Linked DNA regions of Mus musculus: region 2 is linked to region 1. A link is a contact called in public HiChIP or PLAC-seq data. All regions are on one chromosome and are shown on one strand. The core of a region is the stretch at or near the end of the contact, and the rest is flanking DNA. Distances in the headings are between cores, read along the strand shown.

Region 1 (3,602 bases), core at 277-2,776:
TCCATGGGAAATGAATGTCTTTCAGTTCTCTGAGAGCAGTGACACAAAAGCTCCCCTCTGGCTGAGCACACACCTGCTTCCCCCTCACCCCTTTGGTTGCTTAGATCCCATTTGTAAGCAAGCCAGGTGTGGAATGCCACCAGGGAAGTCTGTTGTGAAACGGGTCATTAAATGGCACTAACAAGTTAATTGTTTGTTTGTTCAGCCGACAGTCTCTGCCTTTATTATAGGGCAATTAGCGGCAATTAATAAATTAAAATGAGCTTCAGCACGTCTCAAGTTTGGCATCACGTGGGCTAGCCAATGCCTACCTGAGCCCACCTGTGATCTCCATGCAGGCAGCGTTTCTGGAGATCAGCAACTCAATTGTTTATCTGAGTTACCAAAGGAACACATTTTTTTTTTCCATCCCTGATTATGTGGCCAGTGACCAGCGTTAGATCCCAGAGCTGGGTCCGATGCTGTAGTTCGTGGCACACACTCATCGAGTCCTTTCTTTGTGGGGAAGCCATCCATACTGACGACCACTGCTACCTCCTGTATGATCAGGATGTCCTCAGCGTGGGTCAGAACAGCACAGGTATGAACAAAGCAGTGCACAGAAAGCCCGATAGGAGTCTAGGGCATCACAGATAGGCATGGATGGTGTGTGCTGCTCACCTGACCAAGCCTTTTGGCCAGAGGATGCTGGGCTGCCAGCCTTTCTTCCCTTGGGATTAAGGTACGCTCAGCTCAACTGTGCCTCAGAAGCCTCGCATGCCTGTTGGGCTCACTTAGCTTTCACAGACTGCTTCTTCTGATTAGAGTGGCTGCCATTGCCCTGCCTTTTCTCCCCCTATTCAAGTGAGCTGCCTGCACACCCAGCCTGCCAGGCACTGCTCTGACCTAGGAGGACAGCACTCTTGGGTTCTCGGCCCCCTATGACATTCAGGGTGACATTCAGGGTGCAGAAACTGGTGTGTCATCGTAATAAACTCTTTTATGTCTTTCTGCTGTTTTATCTCTTAAAAAAAGATTATATATATATATTTTTTTTTTGAAAATCCATACATGCTGACCTAGCTCCAAATGGAAGTATCCTGCCTTTGATTGTTTGAATCAGATGGTGGGGGGGACTTTAAATACACAGAGAGCTAGAATTTGCATAATAGCAGCTATTCTCTATGCATCAGCATACAAGGGACCACACAGGATGGGGGACACAGCTCAGGGGGAGAATACTTATCCAGCTTATGTGAGACATATGTGAAACATATGAGAAACCCCCAGAAGACAAAAAGGTATGGAGAGGGAAGGAAGAGACCACTCAGAAGGCTCCTCACTTTCATTTCACTGTCAGGTTCTCAGGAATCCATTTTCCTGTAATGACCCACACCAAGGACAGAAACAAAACTAATAACCATGGGATGTTTCCCGTTTGAACTCCAGGGGGAACATCACTGCTGGACAGGAAGTCTTAACTGGGCAGTTAGCTCTATTCTGGTCTGTTGCTGTGAGACCGCTGAGGACCACAGCTTTGCCAATGCAGCCTCTAATTGACCCATCCCTTGGAATTCTTTGACCCTCTACTCAGTGAATGCTGCAGAAGAACTTGTTCCCTCCTCTTTGTTAGGCATGAAAAGTCTCTAACAGTTTCATTGACAGGGATCCCCAGGGTAAACATTTTCACAATACTCTATTCATTCCCTCTCAATTAAAGCTACTAGGGAAACAATCCCAAGGAGAGTTTATAAAGATGCTTGGGCTACACACACACACACACACACACACACACACACACACTTGCACGAATGCATACCATGCAGGTATACATACCTGCAAGTTCTCACTCAGAAAAGTTCTAGAAGCTGTGAGCTGAGTTACTTTTTAAAATGAGATAGGAGAGAAAAAAAAAAAAAACAAGGCTGGAGAATTTAAAAGTAAGGAGAAATTCATTTATGGGAGTGGGGTGTAATCTGTCCACCAAAACTAATATGAGTGATGCCTTTCTCTTCACTATACCATAATAAGGGGAATGTAGACTATAGGAAAGGAGAATGGGCTCTGTATGAACACTTAAAGATGAATGTTCGGCACAAAGGTGGATTTGAATACTCAAAAACAAATGTATTTTAACACAAAAGTAGAAATAAGCATAGGTACTTTGTATCTGCCTCTCACACATTTACCAAACACATAGAAATGGCTACAGAGGATCAAGTGGCCTTGTGTATCTCTGTGGGCACTCAGCATCAAATAAATCACTGAAGTGCTTAGAACTGTAGCCATGGGTGATGATGGTAGCCATGGGTGGTGATGTTGAACTACCCTGAGCAGACATCAGTCCTCATGCTTTAGTGAAGTGAAAGTGTGTCTAACTACCAATTTGGGATGCAGAAGAGAGTGAACATACTACCTGAAAAATTGGAAATGCCCATTTTCAGTGGACTCAATTAATCAGAGGGCTTGACCTTTCCTTTGATCAATAGAGGAAAATGTACTCTTGTGATGGTCATGTACTCTTCAGAGAAATAATCCAAAGAAATGTATTACTATTTAGTAGTAGTAGTAGTAGTCGTCGTCGTAGTAAAGACTAAAAGGGCAACATAGGAAAAGTGGTTTCCTTTTCAGTACAGCACAAATCAACTTCACTTTTATGAGCCAGGTTTCAGCAACCCAAATTTTCAAAATCTGAAAAAGGAGAGGATTTTTAGCAAAGCCCCATAACACTGCCATTCCCTTCGTTCATCAGGAGCCCCATATTGACTTATTCCCACATTTGTATTCATAAACCCCAGCTCAGAGCAGAAGCACTGTCACAAAGTGCAAGGCAAACGTTCCAGAGGAATAAACCTCTTGGATTTCCACATTCAATGTGGTGGCCGCTTATAGGTGTTTTCCATTATAGGATAAGAGGAGTCCTTGTCTGATCAAAAGGGTTTGTCTCCTCAAAAGGATAAGGGATGACCCAGAAACTACTGAGAATGGTGGCATTCACCATGTGGAGTTCAACGAATCCCAGAGTCTCCTCCGCATGAGTGGTCTACCCTCACAAGGACCAGCTGCCATGATTCTAGAAGGTCCTAGATGCCAAATTCAACCTGCCCGTGGCCTCTGACCTGCCTTTTTCTCTCTCCACAGCTGTGTCCTCGCCATCATCCTTTACCATGAAAACAAACACGCTGAGCACATCGGTGCCGAATTCCTATTACCCAGGTAACGGGCTGGGCCACCGTGCCTCCTTGTGCCACTTGGGCTTTTTTGCTTTATGTGAAGCCTCAGCTTCCGGTGGCTTTCCTGGGGAAGTTGGGGACCGTTCATCAGTCATTTACTGTTCTTTCTCTTTTTACTCTCTTTGCACTGCCCTGCTTACGATGTATGACAGACCCATTTGTGCCAACTGCAATCTTAGGTGAGAATGATTCCCTTTCCCAAAGTTTATTTCAGGAGTGACTGAGACAAATCAGCTGTCCCCTAGAGGAGACTGGATCTTGTACTGTGCATGATGCCATGGTTAGAAGCGGGGCATGGGGTGGGATGGAGCTAGGGGCATGGGGCAGGCGATGAGTCTTCCTCTGAGGTCTCCACTGGTAGGAAGGATTTGCTGCATGTGGCGGGTAGGG
Region 2 (3,218 bases), core at 598-3,097, 540 kb before region 1:
GAGTTGACATCCTGTTCTCAAGTACACCAGACACTGTCCTCATTCTGTCCCTAGTCTCTTTTCTCTCCTTCTTGGGAATCACCTCAAGTCAAAGTCACCCTAGCCCAGGGTCTGTTTCTCAAGGAGCCACCAGCCCAAAACAGCCTTCAGCAGTTAGCACAATGCCTCCTCTGTGGTTTGCAGTAATTGTATTGTTGGGGAGGGGGAGGGCAGCAATTGGAATGTAAAAAAAAATATTAATTATTAATTAAAGAAAGAATTGACACATAATTAAGAATTGACGCATGTGAGGAATGGAGTTTTACATGATATCAATCTCTTCATCCAACATAAAGATGTTACGGGAAAGCAATGAGAGCGCAGTTGGTTTTTACCTTTTTTACGGATGCACCCACAAGCATCAAAATGGGGTGGGGGGTGTGTCTGTCACCGTTCGCTTTTAAAAAGCAAATCTCAATTATCTTATAAGGTATAATTTCATCAAGAAAATCAAGTGGCGGATTAAACCTCTGTCACTTGTTGATCCTTTTGAATTAAGTATGAGACTTCAAAAATTCCCTTCCAAGTTCAGGAGAAGCCCAGCAGGCTCGTTTTCAGATAAAGGCTAGTGGCGGCATAGGATAGTGGCAAGTGAATGGTTAACACTGAGATTTATGAATGGAAGGCCTCATGAGGACTCCTGCCTGAAAACAAGCTGGTCTTGTGTTTGGTCTGGAAGACATAAAAGTACTGGGTCACATATGTCCTGGGAGATGATCGCAAACGTCATCTTTGGCCGGTTCTGGGGCCACCAGAGAGCCTTAAACCAGAGGAGTGGGAGAGTCACTTATTTCTTTGGTCTTTAAAGCACCACTAAGCAGCCAAAGACAGTGTAAAGGTCCCCCAGGGAAAGCAATGTAAGAGCTCTTGTTGAGCACTAACCTACTTGCATGTATCACAACACAAATTGGGATCTTAGTTTAACCAGCATGGCCCGCAGTTAGCTTGGTAAATAACCTACAGGTGCCCTAATGGCTGTACTCTGAGCAAGATGAAGAACGGCTTTTAAAAATAAAATAAAATAAAATAAAATAAAATAAAATGAAATAAAATCTTGAATTTGAGTTTTAATTTAATCATTAATAGCGTTTGTGTTCACTTAATAAAATAGTCGTCTCAGACCCCAAACGGCAAATTAAAATGTTTCAAGACACTCTCCATTTGCACCAGCTGCAGAAATCCTCGGTTCTGCCCAATCCATGGTTCCATGCAACTGCTGTCTTCCTAGCTCCGGGCCGCACTGGCGGCGACACCACGCAGTGGAGCGGCAGAAGCGCATCCTGCTTCTCAGGCGCGGGGCTCGGGCACAGAGGCTTGTGTGTCCCTTGAAAGCAGCAGATCAAGCGGCCCTGGGCGCTGGCGGCTCTGGCTTCTTCCTGGTCGGCGCTCGCAAGCCAGCCGCCACCGCCACCGCCCGGGACACTACCGCCCCGTGCCTGGCGCGCTCCAACTACTCGCCGTCCGTGACCCGGGACAAACTTCTGGCTGGGGCGCGGTCCCTGTCCCCGAGGCCAGCGTGGGAAACCCGAGGCGCTGCGGAGGCGAGCTAGGGTCGAGGGTGGCGCCCCGGGAGGTTGCTCCTGCCCGCCGGGTCCCGCCCGCATCTTGCTGGTGGCCGCCCCACAGAGCCCGCAGGCGCCGCGCAGGCCGAGCTGGCCCGGGGCCGGGGACACGGGCGCTCGCGCCCTCTAGCGGGCCGCGGCGGCTCCGGCCCGGCCGTGACGTGGGCTCCTTCCAGCCGGCCTGCGGGGCATCGCCAGTCAGTCGCGGAGCAGGAGCCCCGCGCGCAGCCTGCGCGGGCTCGGCCATCGGCGCGCCACTGCCGGAGGTGGCTGGGGCTGTGGGAGAGGCGGCGGGCTACAAGCGCGCGATCACAGCCACGGCCACGGCCACGGCGCCGCGGGCGGCTCGGTCCCGATTAGGGGTAGCGCTTAGGCGGGCTCATCACCGGATCCCAGCGAGGATTTGGGCTCCGCGGGCGCGCCCTCCGCTCTCTCTCCCCGTGGCGCCAGACTCTAAGCGGGGGCCAGCGGGAGGGCAGGAGGATCCAGGACGCCGTCCCCACGCCCGGGAGCCGCGGGACTTCGGACTTGTGCAACTGTTGTCACTTTGGGGTCTGGTGTTTCGCTGCTGTCGCGTCTACCCTGGCAGCCTGCAGCTTAGGCTCGGGTCTCCCTTGGCTTCCCGAGGCTACCGGCCGCCGCCGCCCCGAGGCGGCCCGGCGCGTACTCAGCACCATGAGGACACTTGGGACTTGCCTGGTGACTTTAGCTGGACTTTTGCTAACTGCGGCCGGAGAAACATTTTCAGGTAAGCGAGACACCACTACCGTTCCCGGGGCGCCTGGGACGTAGGCGACACCCGGGTGGGAGAAGTCCGAGGCGAGCTTCAGGGCCGGGCAGGGGCAGGGAAGACCCGGCATCGCGTAGCGGGTGAGCCGGGCTGGCGGATGGCCGGAGGAAAACAGCTGTGGAGCCACGGAGCCCGTACAGTACACGCAGGAGCCCGCAGGACAAGCACGGGCGCAGAAACAGGGACCTCCATCTCGGCCCCTGTACCCTCAGGGCCTGGACTTGTGCATGGGGGCTCAGTGTTCTTGGGCGGCCTGGGCAGGAAGGGCAGAAAACTTTGCCTAAAGTTCCCAGCTGTAGCCGCCGGGAGTAGGCGCTGAGCGGGCCTCTCGACCCTGGAGGCAGCCGCGGTGGACTGCCAGTGCTCAGCTGAGCTTGCGGCGAGCGTCAAACCTAGAGGTGTAGCTGGCGACCACCCCAAACTTGACATCCCTGCCGCCCCCTGCCCGGCGCGGTGGGCGACCTCAGCGGGTCCCCTCTGTGGCGCGGCTTCGCTGTGCCAGCGTTCCCTTTCTGCACCGCGGGAGGTTTCTGAGATCCTAGAGGAATCTGCTGCTCCCCAAGCCCTCGCCACTGTGGCTGAGCGCCCAGATTCCATCCTCGGCCTCCCTAAAGGTGTGCAGCCCGGGTCCGGACAACTTGCTAACCCAGCTCAGCTGCGCGGGGGTCCTAGCTGAAAGGAGGGGGCACGTACTGGCTGTGTGCATCAAGCCAACCGGAGGCTGTGCTCACCCAGGCTTCGCGAGCCTTGAGGAGCTCTTGGTGTAGACAGAGGGATCTGGACCAGAGTCAGGGGTCAGGAGCAAAACCGAAGGTGGGTGGCACAGA

Evidence for each region. HiChIP or PLAC-seq counts read pairs in DNA pulled down with a chosen protein or histone mark.
Region 2: a contact with region 1 is called in an H3K27ac HiChIP or PLAC-seq map of neural progenitor cells, with 8 times the contacts expected there. The contact joins the promoter of Ptprm here to the enhancer-like site in region 1. A contact is called at or near these places in 4 of 39 promoter capture datasets (the 3T3-L1 cell line, cranial neural crest, hippocampal neurons and 1 more), 1 of 484 Hi-C or Micro-C datasets (stem cell-derived neurons), 8 of 115 datasets of contacts at active chromatin or transcription factors (cardiomyocytes, embryonic forebrain, embryonic hindbrain and 5 more) and 1 of 9 other capture datasets (embryonic stem cells).

Annotation. Positions count from the first base shown.
Region 1 is chr17:66,814,060-66,817,661 of GRCm38.p6, reverse strand. It overlaps Ptprm (protein tyrosine phosphatase, receptor type, M), which reads left to right. Exons shown (of 31, transcript NM_008984.2): 16 at 3,121-3,195. Among named protein-coding and RNA genes, the nearest start is that of 1700016K05Rik, 100 kb to the right of the region's middle. Within about 2 kb of position 1,526, at least 15 of the 459 cell types and tissues checked have an H3K27ac peak or open chromatin away from gene starts, as enhancers often do. A contact at or near this core is called in neural progenitor cells and stem cell-derived neurons, where this site is marked.
Region 2 is chr17:67,353,088-67,356,305 of GRCm38.p6, reverse strand. It overlaps Ptprm (protein tyrosine phosphatase, receptor type, M), which reads left to right and starts at 1,847. Exons shown (of 31, transcript NM_008984.2): 1 at 1,847-2,349. The coding sequence starts at 2,277.